Linked DNA regions of Mus musculus: region 1 is linked to region 2. A link is a contact called in public HiChIP or PLAC-seq data. All regions are on one chromosome and are shown on one strand. Each heading gives the region's core, a stretch centred on a gene start, on an enhancer-like site or on the middle of the called end of the contact. The rest is flanking DNA. Distances are from core to core; before and after follow the strand shown.

Evidence for each region. HiChIP or PLAC-seq counts read pairs in DNA pulled down with a chosen protein or histone mark.
Region 1: a contact with region 2 is called in a FOXA1 HiChIP or PLAC-seq map of pancreatic cancer cells. The contact joins the promoter of Rab25 here to the enhancer-like site in region 2. A contact is called at or near these places in 2 of 39 promoter capture datasets (3T3-L1-derived adipocytes and fetal liver), 1 of 484 Hi-C or Micro-C datasets (embryonic stem cells), 5 of 115 datasets of contacts at active chromatin or transcription factors (embryonic stem cells and pancreatic cancer cells) and 1 of 9 other capture datasets (adipose tissue).

What each region holds. Positions count from the first base shown.
Region 1 is chr3:88,546,616-88,549,706 of GRCm38.p6, reverse strand. Rab25 (RAB25, member RAS oncogene family) reads left to right here and starts at 1,428. Exons shown (of 5, transcript NM_016899.4): 1 at 1,428-1,674. The coding sequence starts at 1,632.
Region 2 is chr3:88,236,469-88,239,575 of GRCm38.p6, reverse strand. No RefSeq gene overlaps it. Among named protein-coding and RNA genes, the nearest start is that of Rhbg, 17 kb to the left of the region's middle. RefSeq lists an enhancer at 201-1,344. Within about 2 kb of position 1,850, at least 63 of the 459 cell types and tissues checked have an H3K27ac peak or open chromatin away from gene starts, as enhancers often do. A contact at or near this core is called in pancreatic cancer cells, where this site is marked.

The DNA of each region.
Region 1 (3,091 bases), core at 179-2,678, 310 kb before region 2:
GTTCTTGGCAGGGCTGCCCAGTGCCCTTGGCTTCTCCAGTGCTGTGTCTCATCATACTCCTAATTGCTTTTTTTTTCCATTAATTTATATGTTTATTCTATTTACATTGCAAAAAGCTCCCTTCCCATCCTCCCAGAATTGCTTTTCTTTAAACAATTTGTTTTTTGGTTTTTGTGAGACAGGATTTCTCTGTATAACCCTGGCTGTCCTGGAATTCACTTTGTAGACCAGGCTGGCCTCCAACTCAGAAATCCGTCTGCCTCTGCCTCCCAAGTGCTGGGATTAAAGGTATGTGCCACTACACCCGTGTGAAAAAATTGTTTAGGTTATTTTATGTACATGAGTGTTTTGACTGTTTGTGTGTCTGCACTTGTGCCTGTAAAGGGCATCAGATATCCCTGAAACCAGAGTTAGCAGGTGGCTGTGAGAGAGCTATGCTGAGAACCTAACCAGGGTCTTCTGCAAGAGCAGCGGTGCCCTTAGCTGCTGAGCTCACTCAACCCTCAGAGCAGAATCTCACCCGCCCGTTTTGCAGCACCTGGGACTGATCTAAAGGAGCAAATGCCTGTTCTTGCTGGACACAGAAAATAGAGGTCACCCTTTCTAATTTAAGGAGTGCTCCTGCTCCTTTCCCTACCTTTTCATGATCCTCTCTGCAGCATTTGTTTTAATTTAAAAAAAAAAAAATCGTGTGTGAGCACAGCAGACTCCTCTGCATTGCCTTTACTTATTTACTGTTTGCGTACATGACGCGTGGATAGGTGTGTCCCACATACAAGCATGGCAGTCAGAAGATTGACCCCCAGAAGGCCTCAAGGTCTTCATCTCAGATCCTGCACCCATATTCACCGCATCCAGCTCTTTCTGCCCTTGTCTCTGAGATCCGTCCACGAAGGTAGTAAATCTGTTTATTGTATGTTAGGAAGGGACCCATCTGGGCAGGTGGCGTCCCAGCTCCACCTGTGTGAGAAATGCTGCCCCTCCCTGGCCTGGGGCTGTTAAGGAGGGGCCGGATGCTGCGTGCTGGTACAGCTCCCAAAACTCTGCATTGTGGGGAGATGCTGTGCCCAGCTTGCATTTCTTGCCCTGATAGCCCTTCCCCTGATGCCCCCCGGTATGTGTCCTTACCAAAACCTGAGATGGGAAAGCTGGAGGCCGGTACGTTTCTGCCCCACCCCGTGTCTACTTCAGCCCAGTGGCAGCTCTCCTTCTTAGAACCCCCAAAACCCAGCAATGTACACTCGGGCTCGCCGCAGCCTCACCCACTGTTACCTCTGTGACCAGGCCCTCTTATTTGGGGGAGTGTGGGCCAAGAGCAGACACCTAACCTGTTTAACCTGTCTGACGTCATCATCGCTCCACCCACCTGTGCCCCAGGTGCCCAGCGGAGCTGGCTAGCTCTTCCTGTTCTCAGCTTCCGTCCTCTCAGCTCCCACAGAGTAGCTAAACGTGCCAGAGCTGAGCCTCTGGGGCTCTTCCTGGCCTCAACTGAGCCCTCTTGTCCTTTTCCCCCAATGAGAGAGGAGCCAGGTGCAGGTCTCTTAAAAGCTGAGAGTTGAGGCCATTTAAACAATAAACAGACTCGTGACCTCTGCACCTGCAAACGTCTTCACTCTCCATGCTGAGCCAAGATGGGGAATCGAACAGATGAAGATTATAACTTTGTCTTTAAGGGTAAGTTGGGGTTCTCGAAAAGGGAGACTCCAGAGAGGGTGGGAGAGAGGCTATTTCCAGAGGACACAGGGTCTCCCTTTTATTTTTATCTCTACCTTGGACATTCTCCCCCCACCCGTCCCCAAGCTCAGCATTCCTTCTCCGAGAGAAAGGCCATGAGGAGTAGGCATGTCTGGTTACAGGTACAGATGTTCTGGAGTTGTATGCTCTCTATAAAGATGTGGATAATTTCTCCCTATTGCCAAATTATTCTTCCCTGCCCAGTCTCTAATAGATGCTCAAATCCCTGGGAATGTCAGTGAAGCCCAAGAGATGGAAGTCGGACTTCAGAAAGGACTTTCAGAGTAGAGGGAGAAGCAAGCCTATTTAAGAGGAAGAAAGTCATCTCTACCAGCAGATGCGTAGGAAGGGGTGCGCCCCCCCCCCCACCCCCCACCCCCCACCCCCCCCCCCCCGCAGTCATTGTTGATCTAGGTAGTTGACACATAGGGAAGTTGATACTTAGGTAGTTGATACACCCGGACAATGCATTGACTCTCCAGCCATCTAATGGATTCCACAGGACTCCTGGGCTGCAGCCTGTGCCATGCATGGCCTCTTGTACCACACAATCTTTGGACCCAGATACTAGGCACAGGGTTTGCTGGGCTGTTTCTGACAGTGCACATGCATCCTGCCTGCTTGCTTTCCCTCAGCTCCTGGTGTTTGGTCTCTCTGTGGGTCTCTAGCTCTCCTTCTTGAAGGCTAGGTGGCCTGGTGGCACTCTCCTTTCCTTTGCACCACACCCACAGCCTCTCCCAACCTCAGCCCCACCCTGGCCCAAGCTGGGGAGCCTGTACTCCTGGCATTTTCCCAAGGAATCTGGTGGGGCTGTGGCCATGGTATAGTAACTCCCGTTTGTTGAGGCCCTACTGGGTGCCACTCTCACACACTCATCTTACAGCCCTGGTGTGAGCTATCACCGTGAGTGGTTGCATGGCCTCTCTGCCACTTACCAGTTAGCTCAGATGGGGTCCCAGTGCCACTTCTGAGAAGTGTCGGGTATTCTGTAATGATTATAAGCCACCACATGTGAAGATAAGCAGGAGGAAGCAGGACTAGGCAGAGGATAGTCACCTGCCTGCCATGAGAGAGAGCTCAGAGCTACTCAGGGAACAGGGAGCTTTGGAGTAGCCTTGGAACACTGTCCCTGGGGTACCACATGGAGCTGTCCAGAGAGGTTTGACATCCCCATGTCCGTGAGGGCTCACCTGTGAGCTGTCACTGCTACTGCTTTCCTCCCTGCAATGAGGGGGCGGGGCAGATCCTTCCCCGAAGGTAGAGGTGAGCAGCACATCTATGTTTAGAGCAGTGTGATAGACCTACTAGCTGGGTGCCTTCCTTGTCTATAAAAATGGGCATGGTGGCTGGGCGGTGG
Region 2 (3,107 bases), core at 601-3,100:
CCTCTGTCCAGGTCTCTGACCCATCTCAAACATCTCCAGTGTTAGCCTCGTGGAGGCTGCTTCGGGGGCCCTCACCAGCTACCTCTGGAAGAGACCAGAAGCACAGAGCACACTGTTCCCCCCCCACCACCACCAGGGCCCGACGCCATAGGTGCTTATAGATGCTCTGCTTGCTTGCACAGCCCCAGAGGGTGCCAGGGTGGTTTCTAATGCCCTCTGGCTTGCATCTCCAGGGCTTTCTGGGCAGGACCCGAGGAGGACCCTCTTGGCTCTGAGGCTGAGGGGAAGGAAGCAGCCTTTGTTGGGAAGCCATCCTCTGGGTCCTAAGCCTTACTTTCCCACCCTGCTCTTGGCAGGAGAGCGCTCAGCAGGAGAAGCCCCCCTCCGGCCCCGCCCCAGCACCCCTCCTTCTCAGCTCAGCACCATCCATCTCCGTCTCCCCAGAGCAAGGAATGTGCTTCAGGACACTGTGGGACTTGTTCCCAATCCCTTCTAGCTCATTTCACCCGAGCTTTTACAAACTGGCCTCCATCCCATGGCTGCTGTCTGGGTTCTGCTTCTAAAGAAGCAGACAGAGGCCCCTCCTCCCCACCATTTCTCATGCTTTACTTTGCCCCAACACCGGAGGAGGCTGTATCATGGAGGGTCAAGGAACCCTGGGGTGGGGCAGGGTCCCCCCAGACCCCAGCTCTACTCAGACACCCAGCGCTATGGTGATGTCTGCCTATGTTATGACCCAGGCTACAGGCCATTCATCTCGCCTAGCCTTCCTGCACACCCCAGTCCCAGCAGGGAGCTTCTTGTTGGCAGTTGCTAACCAGAACCACGAAGCATGGGCCTTAGTGGTGCCCAATTGCTAGTGTACACCCATTACCTGCCCTTTGGCAAGGTGCTGAGCAAGGGGTGCTGCCCACCTGCATCTGGGGAACCACTGCGCTCTCTCTCTCTCTCTCTCTCTCTCTCTCTCTCTCTCTCTCTCTCTCTCTCTCTCGGACTTGCTAGCTGAAGGTTGGCAGGTACAGAGGCTTGGAAGGCATTTAGTAGTGAGCTTTCCTTAGAAGTGGAAGGGTCAAGCTGCATTTCCAGACGCCCCATCCCCACCCCAATCCAGGGAGGCCAGCGTATGAATGTGAGCTGGCCTCATGCTAGGGTCTTTCTTCTTTAGCATAGGCAGTGGGTCAAGATGCTGTATGCAGAGACTGGTTTTCCAGGAGCTTCAGTGTGTATCCTATTGTATCTCTCTGCTCTGGGCAACTGTGTAACTCCATGTGCTGTCTGGTCGGGAGTATGCTTGCTTTCTTCTCTGGCAGATACATGTTTGAATGTTCACCATGGGTTTTCAGCGCCTGGCCTAAGGAGGGCACTGAGATGTCAGTGGGACAGCAAGATAGATTGTAACAGGACTGGGTAACACACTTTTGATTGCAACAGTTACCTGATAATCACCAAGCCGCCACCAGGTGGCCAGAAGAGTGTAATAGGGAGACTCAGAAATGTATGCTGGTCATCTCTTCCAAGGGACTGTCCTTCCTGTCTTCAGAAAGAATGAGTCCTGCCTGCTCTGTGGGCCTCCTCATCTGTATTTGTGAATCCCCGTGCTCACATTCCACGAAGTGACTTCACTGTGTTCTGCAAGGCAGAGACCATGACTCAGTGCAAACAGCGGCTCTTCCTGAGAAACCCTTCCTTGACCTCCGGCCTCTGGCTAGTCAGAAAAGAGTGGCTCCGTTTGCCTTGGGAAAGGGCAGAGAGCCTGCCTGCCCTCAGCTGGAACCAGGGGGCGTGGGAGAGGCTGAGCCCTCCGGGATCTTTTGGAGGAGCACAGGGCACCTGCTCCCAGGGAGCCTGTCTGGGCTTCCACGAGGGACCCGCTGACCTCTGCACCTCTCTACTCCCCCTGTGGAGGTGCAGGGCAGTGCAGGCTAGCCTGAGAAGGAGCTGCCAGCTCACACCTGCTTGCCTCACTCTTCTCTTCTGGCCAACTGAACATAACTAGGGGGTCTTGATTCCCTGCAGCTGTGAAGAGAGGATCCACCCAGGGTCTCCCCCAACCCAGGGAAAAGTCCTGAAAACAAGCTCTGGCAAAAATCTTCGAGGAGGAGAGACCTGTTAGAAGGCCTTTAATCCTTTAATCCCTCAGATGGGCCTTGAGACGCTAATGGCTTTCCTAATTATTCTCTCCTATTTTCCCATAGCTGTGAGGACTTCTCTCTGAGGACTTTTGAGCGGAGAAAAATTCTGAGTGAGGAGTGTGGAATGAATGGCGTTCCCCCACCAAATCAGTTCTGAGCCTCCAAGTGGCTGAAGAGGTGGGGGAAGGGCCAGGACCGCCCCAGCTGGGGTGTTAGGCTTCCCATGGCTGACACCCGGGTACAAGGCACAGTGGCAGGCTTGGGACAATGGGGCAGTTGGGGTCTGCCTAAGAGAGCCAGGTGTGGGACTGGGGTTCCCTCAATGTGAATGGCCCATTATCCAGCCAGAGGATGGGAGCTGAGGGCCTTTTGTGTCCTTCTCCCTATAATCACCCTGGTGGTGGTGAGGAGGGTCTCTTTGTGTCCCCTCTTCCCTGTAATCACCCTGGGAGGGAAGTGACGGTGAGGAGTGTCCTTAAACCTTCCTTAGAGAACAGTTGGCCATTCAGGCCCTTGGCCCTCCTTGTCTCCAGCAGTCCAGGATTCAGGGGTTTCTTTATATTGGGGTTCAGAAGCAGCAGACATGGCCAAGATCTGGGTTCAGACCCCTCCCCTTCACTGTGGCCTTCTTTGTAAGACAGCCCACCTTCCCAGCTACCACCCTACCTTGGGCACCTAGGGTCCTTGTCTGACCTCTTCAGTTATGGCTCCCAAGGGCTCAGCCCTGCCTGGGAGCAGCCTGACCCTCGTCTCTGGCCTCTGCTTTGCTTTAGTGAACACTCTCCTACAACCCCCCTGTGGGATAAGGCATCAGCTCCCGTTTCCCCAGCAGCTAGGAGACTTCTCAAGTACACTGAGTGAGGCAGGCCGGAGAACCTCCAGACACACGCAAGTCATTTACAGTGCCTTTGTCCTGTCCCTTCACCCTTCTCCAGATGACTGCCAAGACCCCTTCCTGGGATCCCTTGAGCTAGG